Linked DNA regions of Mus musculus: region 2 is linked to region 1. Evidence: chromatin contacts called from public HiChIP or PLAC-seq data. All regions are on one chromosome and are shown on one strand. Each heading gives the region's core, a stretch centred on a gene start, on an enhancer-like site or on the middle of the called end of the contact. The rest is flanking DNA. Distances are from core to core; before and after follow the strand shown.

Region 1 (6,931 bases), core at 2,567-5,066:
GGTGACTCTGAGGAGAGGGCCACTGTCCTCTGAATACTAGATAAGAGCTGGCCCTCCCATAGAACACTGCCAAGGTCAGCACCCTGCTCTATGGACAGCGGACCCTGATCCAGGCCCTGCAAGAGATGAGGTAAGAGATGAGGAGGGTTATTGAGAGAGGGAAGAAAATATCCATTATCATCCTGTCTCTATCAGAAATTTCTGCCTCCAATGCTGGGGCTACAGACACGTACAGCCATACCTGGCTTTTTATGTGTGTAGTGGGAATATAAACTTGGGTTCTTGTGCTTGCAAAGCAAGCATTCTCACCCACTGAAACATCACCCCAGCCCCCGAGGGCATATATTTTGATAGAGGTTCTTGGAAGAAGCCCACAGCCAAGATGAGGCTCTTTGGAGGAAGTGGTCTGAGTTCATTTTGCCTCCAGTGTTCCTGAATCTCACTCTGGCACACCCATGCCTGTGAAGTGCCCCATGGAGCTCTGGGGGAGGGGAGACCCCATGCTCATTTTGGGTTCTGTGGGTGTACATCCTCCATCCTGGTGCATGGCATGTTAATTCCTCCGGGATAGAGATGAAAGGCAGAGTCCAGGGAGCCCGGAACACAGACAGACACTTATAGAGACTTCTTTTTATAAGCTAAAGTTGTCTCAGATTCTGGGGAGAAGTTTTAGAGTAAAAACACCAACTCCCAAGGCAGGACTCTATGGATGATACTTATTCTTTACCATGTACTGAGCATCGGGGATTATAGAGAAAGATTAAGTAATTTGGGTACAATCAAAAAGAGTAATGGATCATCGCACCACCAGGGAAGCAGCTGCCCGGATGGCTTCAGGAGCACACGTCTTCTACCTGCCTGTGGGCACTAAGCATCACTTTTTTGAACTGGACCATATCCTCAGCCTCCTGCAGAAGGACCTCCGGGGTCTGGTGGTAAGAAGTAGTGGGTAGTACAAGGGGCTCATCCTTGAGATCTGGTCTCTCCTGCTCTTCTCCCAACACTCCTGCAGCTCCGATGCATCTGTGCCTGACAGGCACCTATGTGTGCCCGTACATGGGTGTGAAGGGACACAGATCTCATCTATGCACTCTCTTGCTCAGGAGGAAGGCCCACCACTCAGCACTACCCAGAGACCCCTTGGTCAACCCACCTCGATGACCAGAAAGCAAGTGGGGTAGACCATGCCAAGGGACACTCAAATTCAGTGGTGGCACCAGTGTTTCCTGGGTCCCTGTCCTTCCTTGCTCTTTCCCTCGCCCTCACTTTCAGCATCCACTTCTCCTTCCCTCTCGTCTCGTCTCTCTCTCTCTCTCTCTCTCTCTCTCTTTTTAGATTTATTTATTTATTATAAATAAGTACACTGTAGCTGTCTTCAGACACACCAGAAGAGGGCATCAGATCTCATCACGGATGGTTGTGAGCCACCATGTGGTTGCTGGGATTTGAACTCAGGACCTTCAGAAGAGCAGTCAGTTCTCTTACCCACTGAGCCATCTCTCCAGCCCCCACTCTTGTCTCTTAAGCTTTTAGTCTGTTGTTGACTTAAGGACCTACATCTTATGAACTATTCCCACAAATGGATCCACGTGAGACTGGAAGATGCAGCTTTGGACACTGCCCTTTATCCATGTTCCCTAGATGACAGCCAAGATGGCTCAAGCCTGAGGGAGATAAATAGGGACCATGCAAGGCATAGATTCCAAGTCCCCTCCCCTCCCCTGGGTTAGAAGCTGAGGCAGGGTCTCATACTTCCCTTTCAGAAGAAGACAGCCAAGGCCCCTCGCCCATCTGGCTGGCTTCTAGGATCCTCCACATGTCTGCACACCAGCATCTTCCTGTTCTTCCTCCTACTCCAGACTGTAGGCTTCTTCTGCTACGTGAACTTCAGGTGGGCCCTCCCACGGGCAGGACTCCCATTCTACCTGTATCAAGTGGTTCTGTTGAACTTGAACATCTACAACTGTCGAACTTGAAAGTGGGGACTCTGAGGCTCAGACGGGCGCTACCCACTTCACTAGAGGGCTGGGAGCGGAACGTAGACCAGGGACACAGCATTTGCAAAGCACAGATACCTTCTCAAGCCCCAGTCCCATCTGGTCCTGCCCCACAGAGCTCACTCTAGAGTGAGCATCTGAAAACTGATAGTCAGACCTTATGTCGCCAGTGCTATGACTGGAAGCTTGGAGACTTGGGGAAAAAGCAATTCATTCATCTTTAGGGTTGGGTTGGGGGAGTGGATGGGGAATCAAGGAACTGACCTGGAAAAGATATTTGATTTGGATCATTAAAGTGACTAAGAGTTTTTCAGCCTGACAAGATAGGCAAGAGGCACTGATGCAGAGGAAACAGCATCAGAAAAAGCATGGAGGCATTAAACAAAACAAAACAAAACAACATCTTTAGGGGGGAAAAAGACAGTCATTGAGTACTGTTTAAGTAAAGGGCAGGGCCAATTTGCAAGATTGGGCAAGGAATCTCGATGCTCTGGATTAGAAATAAATGTCTCTAATCTCAACTCTTGGAAGGCTGAGGTAGAGGGATGCCGAAATCTGGACCAACCTGGGCTGGCTACACAATGAGATCTTGTCAAAAACAAAAACCAAAGAAGAAAACCTATACCTAGAAGTGCAACTCTGGCACTAAACCACCCAGGTAGACTTCAAATGCCGGGGTGAAATGGGGACTTCATGGGACATCAAGGGAGACACAGAAGGTCCCAGAATGTGGCAGCCTGTCATACACTGAGTCTTGTGAGACAAGTGTGAATACTTGGTCTCAGAAGGGAGACTCAAGTAACCTTTTCTCTCTCACAGCAGGCAGGAGCTGGACAAGAGGCTTCAGGAGTACCTGTCCACAGGAAGCCTTTCTCTAGAGCCTGCATTACCCATCACCAGGACGATAGGGGTTCTGAGGAGACAGCCCATCTCCCCCAGCATGCAAGCCTGACCCAGCTCAAAGCCATGTCTTACTGGGGAAAAAAAATGGGGGATAGAGGATTTAGCCAGTGCCCACATCTCAGTTTTTGGCAAGTCCATCATATTAAAGGTGATTTTCCTCTTGCTGTTTTGATAGCCTCATTTATCTCCCAGCCTCACATAGCCTCTGATAGCTTCTACCTTCTCTGTGTGGGCATCAGGAAAGCAAACAGGCAAGCAGGCAAGGAGGCCAAGAGCCAGATACCCCCACACCCTTTCCCTCTGAACTACTGAAGCAAAGGGAGATAACTGTGCAAAATTCTGTCCCTAAACTCACCAAGGACAAGGACAAGTCCCTGTGTTTCCTTCTGGCTCATCTTTTCAGTGCCCTCAAACAATACTCCCCTTCCCTGAGGCTCTAGGGACAGCAGGGCAGACACGTGACAAAGGAACTGAGCACAAACTCACCGAACCATATAACTGGGATTCCTGCTTGCGCTTCTGAGGTCTCCCCCACTTCCTGGCCTTGAGCACTTTGAGGTAGATGCTAGGGTCAGTAGAGTGGAGGTGGGGGGAGGAGGAGGATGGAATGGTACATAAGGGTGGGGGTGTTTGCCCCTTGCTGCTACCGGGCACTCCAAGATGAAGTCCTGGTTCTCGATGACCCAGGAGAAGAGGTCATTGGAGGGTAGGAAGCAGGAACCAAGGCACACTTCAGCGCAGCCCCTTCTCCCAGGGCAGGGACCCCGCCACCACAAGCCCTAATCAGCTGTCAGCAGTAGCCAGCAGTGCTTTGCTGGCGCTAAAGAAGGCACGTGGGAAAGGCGGGAGTGAGGAGCAGGCACGTGGTTCAGGCTTCTCAGCCCCGTGCATGCCCCCCCGCACCCTCCCCCCTCTGTGAGGAGGGTTTTGGGAAGGTAGGGACCAGTGCTCAAAGCGTGGGGCGCGAGCTCGCAACCGGAGCTGTCCCCGGGACTTAGTGCTGAAGTAGGCGCTGACGAACCAGGCGCCTGGTGCGGTGGTCAGAAAAGACCATGGCGTTCATGGTGAAGTCCATGGTGGGTGGCCAACTGAAGAACCTCACAGGGAGCCTGGGGGGCGGCGAGGACAAGGGGGACGGAGACAAGTCTGCAGCCGAAGCACAGGGCATGAGCCGAGAAGAGTACGAGGAGTATCAGAAGCAACTGGTGGAGGAGAAGTAAGTGGAATTTCTTCTTCGCTCATGTGACCCTCACTCAAATACCCTCACGCTGCTACACCCACCTCTCAGAGATCCCCTCTACTTCTCCTAAATATAGTAAGAGAGCAAGAGGTGCTCTCTGAGCTGATTTTATAGCCATCCCGTTTCAAATCCAGGACCCTGTTCCAGCTTCATCCTCTGGCTTAGAGGGGGTTGGGGAAAGGGTGAAGAGTGTGGCAGGGGTAGGGGTGCGGTGGGGGAGGGTGCACGTGCATCTCTGATGAAATAGGTAATCCCTTAATCCGATCTGGTCTTAACCGCATGTATTCCAACTGGGGCTCCTCTGAGCCTGAGGCTGTAAGAAAAGTACTTTTCATCTGGCAGGGCTCAGCGTCATGGGGACAGATCCACGATGGGGGTATTCAGAGATACTGAGCCTACTCTATGCAAGAGTTCTAGGGCAGAGTGGAGATAGAGAGAGCGACGGTCTGAACATTGCGGGGAGGTTGCTTGGTTCTGATCCTCACTTTGCTTATTAGCTGAGTAACTTTAGAAAAGTCATTTAACATTTCTGTGATTTCCTTTCTCCTTCTGGAAAATTGGAAGTGGTAATCACAATACGTGCTCTATACGTCTGTGAGGACTGAATGACTTAATGCATGTTAACCCTTTAGTATAGCGCCTGGCACGTGGCAAATCTTCATGACATGTCAGCTATTGTCACTCAACTTAGTACCGGTTGTTTTATGAGTTGCAAGTTTTCTCACTTTACAGAAGTGGAAGGAATGTGGCATACCAAAAATAGCAGGTTAGGATCAAGTCCAGACTGTCCCACACACACCCCTGCACACATAACCCCACCGCCCCTTCCACACAGCCTGTCAGAGAAGCAAAGAGAGACTTGAGTCAGAGATTGCGAAGGATCTTCAGAGAGAGACTCAGACAGAACAAGACTCCCTCCCACTCAGCTCTCTCTATTGGCAGGAGTGGAGAACACAGAGGATGGACACGGTGGTGGGTTGTGGCAAAAGCTAAGCCTGCTAGTCTGAGGGGATTAACTAGGCACAGGCCAGCTAGGGGTTTGGAAGGTCCATACTGCCTCCTTCCAGACCATATTAGCCCCTCCTCTGCAGGCCCCACACCTTCTCTCAACCCCTGAGATGACATCACAACTGGTATCCTCTTCTCACACAGGATGGAGCGAGATGCACAGTTCACACAGAGGAAGGCAGAGCGGGCCACACTGCGAAGTCACTTCAGAGACAAATACCGTCTGCCCAAGGTATCCAGGGCCTAACCTGTGAGGTATTACTGGGATCCTGAGCACCGGGAGCTCAGACTCCCTCAGGACCCCTCAACTCTCAGCCCGTAAGAATCACACAAGGTGCTTGATTTCTTTTCTTCATTCATTCATTCATTCATTCATTCATTCACCAACATGCTCACAAGAGCTGAGACAAACCCCAGGCCTTTGGAAGTTTACAAGTTTGTGTTTCTGGGAACAGTCCTTTTTTCCTTCACTTCCACCTCTCTGAGCTGGGTCAAGCCTGGCCCATGGAGACGCAGAGGAGTGTGGAAGCAGACTCTATAAGGGAGTGAACTCTAACGGGGCTGCTGATTACATTTGGAGAGCTGGTCGGAGGAGAGGCCATGACTCCTCCCTCCTATGCACTAGGTACTCAGCCATGTTCTCCCCTGACTCTCTCAAGAGAGCTGCTAGACACTGCTTGTGAAACTGAGCTCAGGGAGACTAAAGGACTTAACCAGTGGGTGGGAGCACTCAAGCCTGTGACTACTGTGCCCTTGCTTACTCCAGTGCTCAAGCTACTCTTCAGGTTACATGGGTCTGCCCATAAGGAGCCAACTACCCCTTATGCCTGTCTTTGTCTCAGGAAGCTCCTGCCCCGTGCTTCCCAAGATGCTGCAGCACTAGACTGACACACAAGCATGCTACACCTACATGGGACAAGCCACTTACCAGAGTAACCTTTGTGTGCCCAGAGCTGGGCTACTCTGAGGAGTAGGGTGCCATAGGCCAGGCCTTGGCTTCCTACTTCAATACAGAGATCAGCTATGTGGAATCAGGTTTACTCCTCCAACCAAGTGCTTACTGAGCCCCTGGCTGTCACAGACTTCCCATGAGTCTTTTGGAAGTCTCTCAAAGGAAAGTCTGCATTACTGCAAGTTCAGATAGCAATAGGGTCATGGCTCAAATGCTTATATAAATCACATAAGAGACTTTACTCTAGAAGAGAAGGGAAGACATGAGTGCAACTGTGTAGGACACAGGACAAGACCCCGAACAGCCCCCCAGATGCCCAGGGGAGAAGGGTGGCTCTAAGTAGGTACAAAAGTACAGATATTGGAAGAAGTGATATAGATCTAAATCTCGACCCTCTCTTCCCTTCCTGGCTTTATGATCTTAGGCAAATTGCTTAGTTTTCTGAGTCTCTCTCTCTCTCTTATTTGTAACATAAAACAGAGATATCAGGTCCCATGTTGCTGAAGATGGTCTTGAATTCCTAACCTTTCTGCTTCCATCTCCTGAGTGCTGAGATTATAGATGCGAGCCGCTGCTGTGTTTTTCCTGTTGTTTGTTTGTTTGCTTGTTTGTTGTTTGTTTTGAGACAGGTCTCAGTATGTATCTCTGGCTGACCTGGATCTTGTCATGGTAGATCAAGCTGGCTTTGAACTCCTAGAGATCCACTGGCCTCTGCCTTCCAAGGGCTGAGATTAAAGGCATGCACTACCATTCCTGGCTCTTTCTAGCATTGTTGTTGCTTTTTCTTTGTTTTCTTTGAGAAAAAGGTTTCTTTGTGTAGTTCTGGCTGCT
Region 2 (6,931 bases), core at 2,537-5,036, 410 kb before region 1:
TTTCTAAGTGTCCTTCAACAGTCAGCCCAGATCAACCCAGGAGGTCCCCTCTTTCTTGCTCAACTCCAGAGGTCTGTTTCTACGAGAGGGAGACTTGCAGCATGCAGGGCCAAGCCAAGTTCTGGCTTATGGAGGATGGTGGCATGGAAAACCTATGATCTGGGGACTTCCCCAACATGAATGTCAGATGAGAGCTATTTGACTACCCCCGAGAGACTGACAGTACAGAGTCTGTCCAAGAAACCAATCCACACAAGCACAGGGCCTGGGGTCTCAAGGTAAAAGGGTGAACGCTGGCTCCCCACCCCCAGCTCCTGCCAGTCAGTCATGTGTAAGATCCTTACACTCAAAGGAAAAGCGGAATAGGTCATCACTGATGACCCCTGAGAAATTTCCAGAATTTTGCTGCTTGATGCGTCTGTGTAAGACTTTGATGAAGTCCTGAGCTACACCTTCCAGCAGGGGCACGAAGTTCTTGATGGCTCCAGGCGCCATCACCTCTTGGTTTAGGACGATTCGGTCTTTCTTCCAGGCATCTGAACTCCTAGAGAAACACAGGTCCCGCCTCAAGGTCACAGATGCCACACCTGGCACCTACGGACTTGCTAGGCTCTCTAGCTCCAGCACCTGCAGCAACATCATCTCCCCTCCTCCCAACATTTGCTCTCCTCTCCTACTCCCTCCCTGCCCTGCCTGGTCTCAGACTCAGAGATCTGCCTGCCCCTGCCTCCCAAGTGCTGGGATTAGAGGTGTGCACCACCACTGCCCGGCTGCAATGCTCCTTTTGTAATTTGGGGGAGTTTGTTTGTTTAAGAACGTTGTGAGCTGGCAAGATGGCTCACTGCTCTTAGAGAGGAATCAAGTCCAGTTCCCAGCATCCCTATAGGGCAACTCTGGACCACTTGTAACAACCACAGGGGATCCGGTGCCCTCTCCTAGTCCCCAGAGGCATCTGTATACACATGGCATATACTTACCAGACATATACACACAAATAGAATTCTATGAATAAAAACTTCTTTTAAAAAGTTGAGAGTCTGGAGGCAAATAATTTTGTAAACTCATGGTTTCAGCCTACCCTGCTCCACATGAAGCCCCCCACCCGAGCCTGGGTCCCTTCCCCCTTTTGTGTATGGTTTTACTGAATCTCTCTTAAAAGACACTAAAAAGACTGTGCTAGCTCCAGAGTTTCTAAATGCCTGTCAGAGTTTGGAGTACTTGCCTTCTCCACTCAGTTTTGCATTTCAGGACAGCCGTGTCGTGGACCTGAGTCTGTACCTGTACATTGTGGCAGGTATATGCAACCTTCTCTCGTCCACCGTCCTCCTTCATCTCAACCAGCTAGAAGGCTTCCTGGTTTTTCTTTTTCTTTCCTTCTTTTTTCTTTCTTTTTTTTTTAACTATAGCCTGGAGAAACATTCTAGCCTATGACCCTGTTCCCTGAGAGGACATGGCATGTCACTAAAGTTAGAAACACTGTGTGACTCACAGCCACCGTGGCCCTGGTAATAGTCGGTCTTGGGAGTTAACATCCAAGCACTGTTCACACAGAGGCCAGGTACATGTTCCCACCACAGTGCACGAGAGCTCCAGTTGCTCCAGGGCCTTGCCAACCCTTGATTTAGTCACATTTAAAAGTTTCAGTGACACTGGGTGTGGTGGCACATGTCCTTAACCTTTAAAGGAGGCCAAAGCAAGCTGATGTTTGTTTGAGGCCAGCCTGGTCTATGTAGCAACTTCTAGAAAGTTCTAGATAATGTAGAAAGACCCTATCAATGTAGAAACATAGACAGATACATAGATAGATAGATATTTTATATGTTATTTATATTTATATATAAATTATATATTTATATAAAAATTATATATAAATATATATAAATTTATCAGTATGCAATTTGGTAGAAAATAGCATCTATATCTCAGTGGCAGATCTCGCTGTTTCTCACAGTGGCTTCAGGCTGTCAGGCCCTTATTTACAGCTGTACTGCCAACACCTGGCACAAGGCCTGGTACCTAGCAGGTGTTTGATAAAGTGGCACTTCATAGTTAAAGCAATTAGTGAGAACTTTGCAAAGTCTCCACTATTCATGAAGAACTTCAGCCTGACATCCCCCTGGGAGTCGGCAGGACACTTCCCTGTCATGGCTGTTGTCACCATCGTTTGCCTTATGGAACAGGAAGATGAGCAGAGCCACTCTTTCCCCCGACCCCTCTCCCTACCACTTTCCTTCAGCACCCTACACACACACACACACACACACACACACACACACACACACACACACGAGGCTCACTCAGAACTCACTTAAACAGGACCCCAATGGGCCTCTGATAATACTGGTGATAGGCCACCCAGGGGGGCACAAGGAACCGCTCCGGGTTGGGACCCTCGCATGAGAAGAGTATCGACGCATCCTTGGGGTCCACGATGTAAACTGACTCCAAAGTGCCCAGCTTCTCCCTGGAAAGACAAGAGCGGCTGATGTTGGACCTGAGGCAGCCGTGAACACACACCCTGGGCAGCCAGGCCTCTCTACACAATCAGTACACAGCTTTCTGGCTGGGACCTTCCCTTTGCTGAGCCTCAGTGTCACCTATGAGATGGGAAATGGATGTGACATCTGTCTTGCGGAGCTGCTGAAGAGCCAAACATGACACATTTTCCTATGACATTGTGACTCATTCCAAAGGACGGCAGGACACTATCATACACCACACAGCGCACCCCAGGACCAGCCCCACTCCCACCCCAATCCTTCCATTTCATAATCATGCCGATTCCACGCTGAACCTTCTTGTCCTGCTGGGCTTGAAGCCATGGCAGGCTTTCTTGTCATTCTACAGTGAATGCCCTGTATCTCCCAAGTTCCAAGCCAGCCCGGCTCTTCTTGAATTGTAATTCAGAGTAGTCACTCGCCTCAAAAGTGAGATGGCACCCTTCACTTCTATTAAAGAAAAATGTCAAGGTGGGGAGATGGCTCAGTGATTAAGAGCGTGTACTGTTCTTGCTCAGCTCCCAGACACAAAGGGCCTGAAGCTGAGGCTGGCGCTAAAGCCTGGTCGGGGCTTGCCAGTAGTCAGGGCACCAATGTCTCATTTCCTTCCCCCTGAAGATAGAGACAGCAAACTTGACTTTTAGGGTGGCTAAAGTTGGTGGGTGAGGGGGGCACTGCTTGCTCACACTTCTTTATACCAGTAGAAAAAGTCTTGGAGTCAGAAATGAGGGAAGACTATCCCCTCAGCCCCAGCCCCAGCCCCAGCCCCAGCCCCAGCCCCAGCCCCAGCCCCAGCCCCAGCCCCAGCCCCAGCCCCAGCCCCAGCCCCAGCCCCAGCCCCAGCCCCAGCCCCAGCCTGGAAGAAATGAAAGAAAAAGGCAGACAGGAAGCAGGAGCCGTGTGCCTCCCCCTGTGCCTGCTCCACCTGCTGCCAGGCTTACCTGTAAATGGGGCCATACTTTTGGAAACTCTGCATCTGATGGTAATGGATTTTCTGTGTGCCACTCTCCCTCCAGAAGTGGTACAGGTTTAGCCAACCATTGTCGCCAGGGGAAGGGATCTCATTGAAGGACCTAGGACTGCTAGTAGAGGTACCAGCTCCCTTTCCAGTACTCAGCACTGGACCCTGCCACGTAGGGCTCAGGAAAGGTTGGCAGCCTTTGACCAGCACTGAGCGCAGGGAAAGTCCTTTAGCCAGCATACTGTCCCCACGACTGCCACTTCCTGCTGCACGAGTGTCTCTGCCCCAAACCTCCAGAGCCACACTTATAACCACCAGCTCAAGGCTAAGAGAGAAGCTGATGGAGCGGTGACCTCCCCCCTTCCTCCTCCAGAGGGCTGGGCTCACACAGCCCCTCCCAAACTCAGAGAAAGAACTTCTGAACTTTCTGTCTGAAAAGTCTGTAGTAGAGTTAGGCAAACACTGGCAGGCAGCTCCAGGCCTCTAACCTCAGTGTCCACCCTATGGGTCCCTAAGACCACTATCCTTCAGACACATTAAAAGGCAACTTTGCTATCTCCATTTTCATGGGAAGAAAATGAGGCTTAGACCTCCTGGCTCATGGCTAGCCCCCCCCCCCTTGGGTCTCAACCTCAGCTCCTGCCCCTTTATGACTCTGCAATAGTTGGGTTTGCTTCCATTCCTTGCGGGTTTTGCATGACAAAGGCCTTCTGCTGGCCCCTAGGTGATGACGAATATCCTCTAAGATGAGAGATAGCCTAAGATCATGCACGGGTCTGGAGGAACTGACTACCTGGCCAGTTATAGAACAGCAGACATCTTTCCTGTGTTCCTGGGACTTACAAATGGTTGATTATTAACTGATCTTGTACAGTTCCTTAATTCTTGAAATTCTGCTTTTTTTTTTCTCTTTGACAAACAACCATACTCCGTGTTCTTTGAAAATGTTCTGACGAGCAAGTATTGTTTTATTTACTTATGTATGTATGTATTTATTTATGTTGTTTTTTTATCTATTTAATGTGCGTTGGTGTTTGACCTACATGTATGTCTGTTTGAAAGTGTCAAATCTTGGACTTACAGATAGTTGAGCTGCCGTGTGGGTGCTGGGATTTGAACCTGGATCCTCTGGAAGAACAGTCAAAGCACTAGCAGTGCTCTTAACCACTGAACCATCTCTCCAGGATTTAGTGCATTTTTTATTTTCATTATGCTTTTAAGATCCCCCTGCCTCAGTGTCCTGAGTCCTGGGATTATATGCATTCACCACTATGACAGAAAGTGTACTTTCTTCTTTTGCCTTTAAAACAGGATCTTACCATATGGTCTAGCCTAGGTAACCTTCCTTTGCCTTTAAAACAGGATCTTACCATATGGTCTAGCCTAGGTGACCTTCCTTTCTCTTCCTCTCAAACGCTGAGATTACAGGTACCTATGTTCTACCACATCCAGCTCAGGATGTTCTTTTTCTGCTACCTCTTACATATGTCAAAACTCACTGAGCTACATACACCCTTAGCATGGATTTAATAGGGAATCACGGTGTAGCCCCAGCTAACCTGGAACTCTCTATGTAGATCAGGTTGGCCTTGAACTCACAGTGAGCCACCTGAATGCTGGGATTGACGGTTGCACAACCATGCCTAGCTCTTGTCGGTTTGCTTGTTTTCCATTTTATTGAATGTTATTCCACGTAAAGGCTAAGAAAAATTTGTGGTCTTTCTAACACATTATTTTCCTTATGAAAAGCAGGGTGTCTTTAAAAAGAAAACCCCAGTTCATTGAATTAAACCTAAGCTAAGTTTTAGTGCAGCCTTTGCCCTCCTTAGGATTGTGAGAAGGAAAGTGGATTGTCACTGTGGGAGGAGGGCAGTCCACCCTGACCGTGCCCTTCCCCCAGTGCAGAAGGCATGAGGTATGGAAGTTCACAGCGGTCCTCGGCCATGAACTTGAAGTCAGCCTGGGCTATATCAGAGTCTGTCTCAAAAGGTGGAAGGGATGGGAGAGGAGGGAGGGGTAGAGGAGAGGGAATGTGAATCTGAATGTGGGAGGAAATTGGACTCCTATGGCCCTGTGTTGTCACTAGCATATTGTCAGCGAAGGGACAGAAGTTCATTACACTGGGTTCTAGCAAGGATAACAACCCATCACGCCTGAACAGCATTCCTGCTAATTTAGGTTGGCAGCCATCTGACTCAACTTCCTGGGCCAATTAGCAGCCTTGGCTTTCATCAAAACAGCTGGGTATCCTGGGCTGGGCTGTCTAGGTGTGAATTCCCATGCCTCTTCTCAGGGTAGAAACTCCCTGCCCTTCTTCTGAGAAAACTAAGGGAAGCCCAGGCTGGCAGAAAACAGCAGAAGGAAACGAAGAAGCCAGGTGGGAGGGAGAGGGGAGCAGGTGAGTCAGGCTGGAGAGGGGTGAGGGAACAGAGAGTCAGAGCCCATGGAGGCAAGAGGAGACCACCTTCTTCATAGAAAGTTCTTCCATGATTCCACAGCAATGTTAAGTTGGGCTCAGGATGGGGGGAGGAGAAACCTTGGCTGCACAAAGACAGTGACTCACTGGGGGATGAATTTGCATCTGGGGCTGTCTTAACCTCTGTGGGTCTGGGAATCTGATAAAGAAAGGATAAGCCGCAGTAAGTAGGCCATGGGCCTGGTCCCATTGGCTTCTGGTACCCTGGCCTCCAGATCCTTGGCCCTGGATTCCTTTCAAAGCCCTTTCAAGCTGCTTTCTGTGAGTAGCAGACTAGTCATCGAACAGAAATCAAGATGCCTGCAACCAGGAGCTCTGTCTTAACCTCTCTGGGATCAATGCCCTAGGGATGATGATGTCAAATGTTAGAAAGAGCACTTGGCTTTCTCAGCCTTGGCCAGGACCCGTAGGCCTCACCTGTGTCTGTGGAATGAACTGGACGCTTGCCATGTCTAAGGAGCTTTGCACAGTTCTTCATCCTCATGGCTCCCTTGCCAGGTAGGTTCAGAAACTTTGCCAGAGTTACAGAGGAGGAGACTAAAGCTCAACCAAAAGAGCAACTTGCCCAGAGTCACAATGCTAACTAGCAACACAGTATGGATTCAAGTCCAAGTTGTTCCTGGCTGGGGACTCGGCTCTCAAGCCCCTTTCACCATGCTGCTGAGAAGCAGACCTGGGATATGAGTAAGGGCAGTTAGCATTATAAGGGTACACCCTGCACACCAGAAGCTGCTGGCTGAATTACCGGATGTCACAGGCTCATTTCTCTCAGCTCCCATTGTACAGATGAGAAAAATGAGGCAGAGGTAGGAAGAGGCAGATACCCATCATGGGTCACTAGAGTAAGCAGGGATCAGGTCTCTGGCTTCCCACAGAGCCACAAGGTCCAATCAAGAGATTTCCCCCCAGGTCCCTGTGTGAGGCTAGCCTCCAGTCACAGCCGACTTCTGCTGAGAATTCCAGTTGATGTCGGAGGACAAGGCCAGGGGCGGACGG

Evidence for each region. HiChIP or PLAC-seq counts read pairs in DNA pulled down with a chosen protein or histone mark.
Region 2: an H3K27ac HiChIP or PLAC-seq map of double positive thymocytes shows a contact between it and region 1, with 5 read pairs. The contact joins the promoter of Cyp11a1 here to the promoter of Cplx3 in region 1. A contact is called at or near these places in 5 of 39 promoter capture datasets (the C10 cell line, the HPC-7 cell line, embryonic stem cells and 2 more), 1 of 484 Hi-C or Micro-C datasets (large pre-B cells), 1 of 115 datasets of contacts at active chromatin or transcription factors (double positive thymocytes) and 1 of 9 other capture datasets (liver).

The regions. Positions count from the first base shown.
Region 1 is chr9:57,603,166-57,610,096 of GRCm38.p6, reverse strand. It overlaps Cplx3 (complexin 3), which reads left to right and starts at 3,816. Exons shown (of 3, transcript NM_146223.3): 1 at 3,816-4,116; 2 at 5,293-5,380. The coding sequence starts at 3,953. Lman1l (lectin, mannose-binding 1 like) reads left to right here. Exons shown (of 13, transcript NM_199222.3): 10 at 63-130; 11 at 812-935; 12 at 1,764-1,891; 13 at 2,817-3,064. The coding sequence ends at 2,949. Gm32392 (a long non-coding RNA gene) reads right to left here and starts at 3,666. Exons shown (of 3, transcript XR_003948333.1): 1 at 3,387-3,666.
Region 2 is chr9:58,011,807-58,018,737 of GRCm38.p6, reverse strand. Cyp11a1 (cytochrome P450, family 11, subfamily a, polypeptide 1) reads right to left here and starts at 3,786. Exons shown (of 9, transcript NM_019779.4): 1 at 3,440-3,786; 2 at 2,309-2,464; 3 at 345-544. The coding sequence starts at 3,699. RefSeq lists promoters at 3,714-4,238, 3,714-4,684, 3,733-5,202.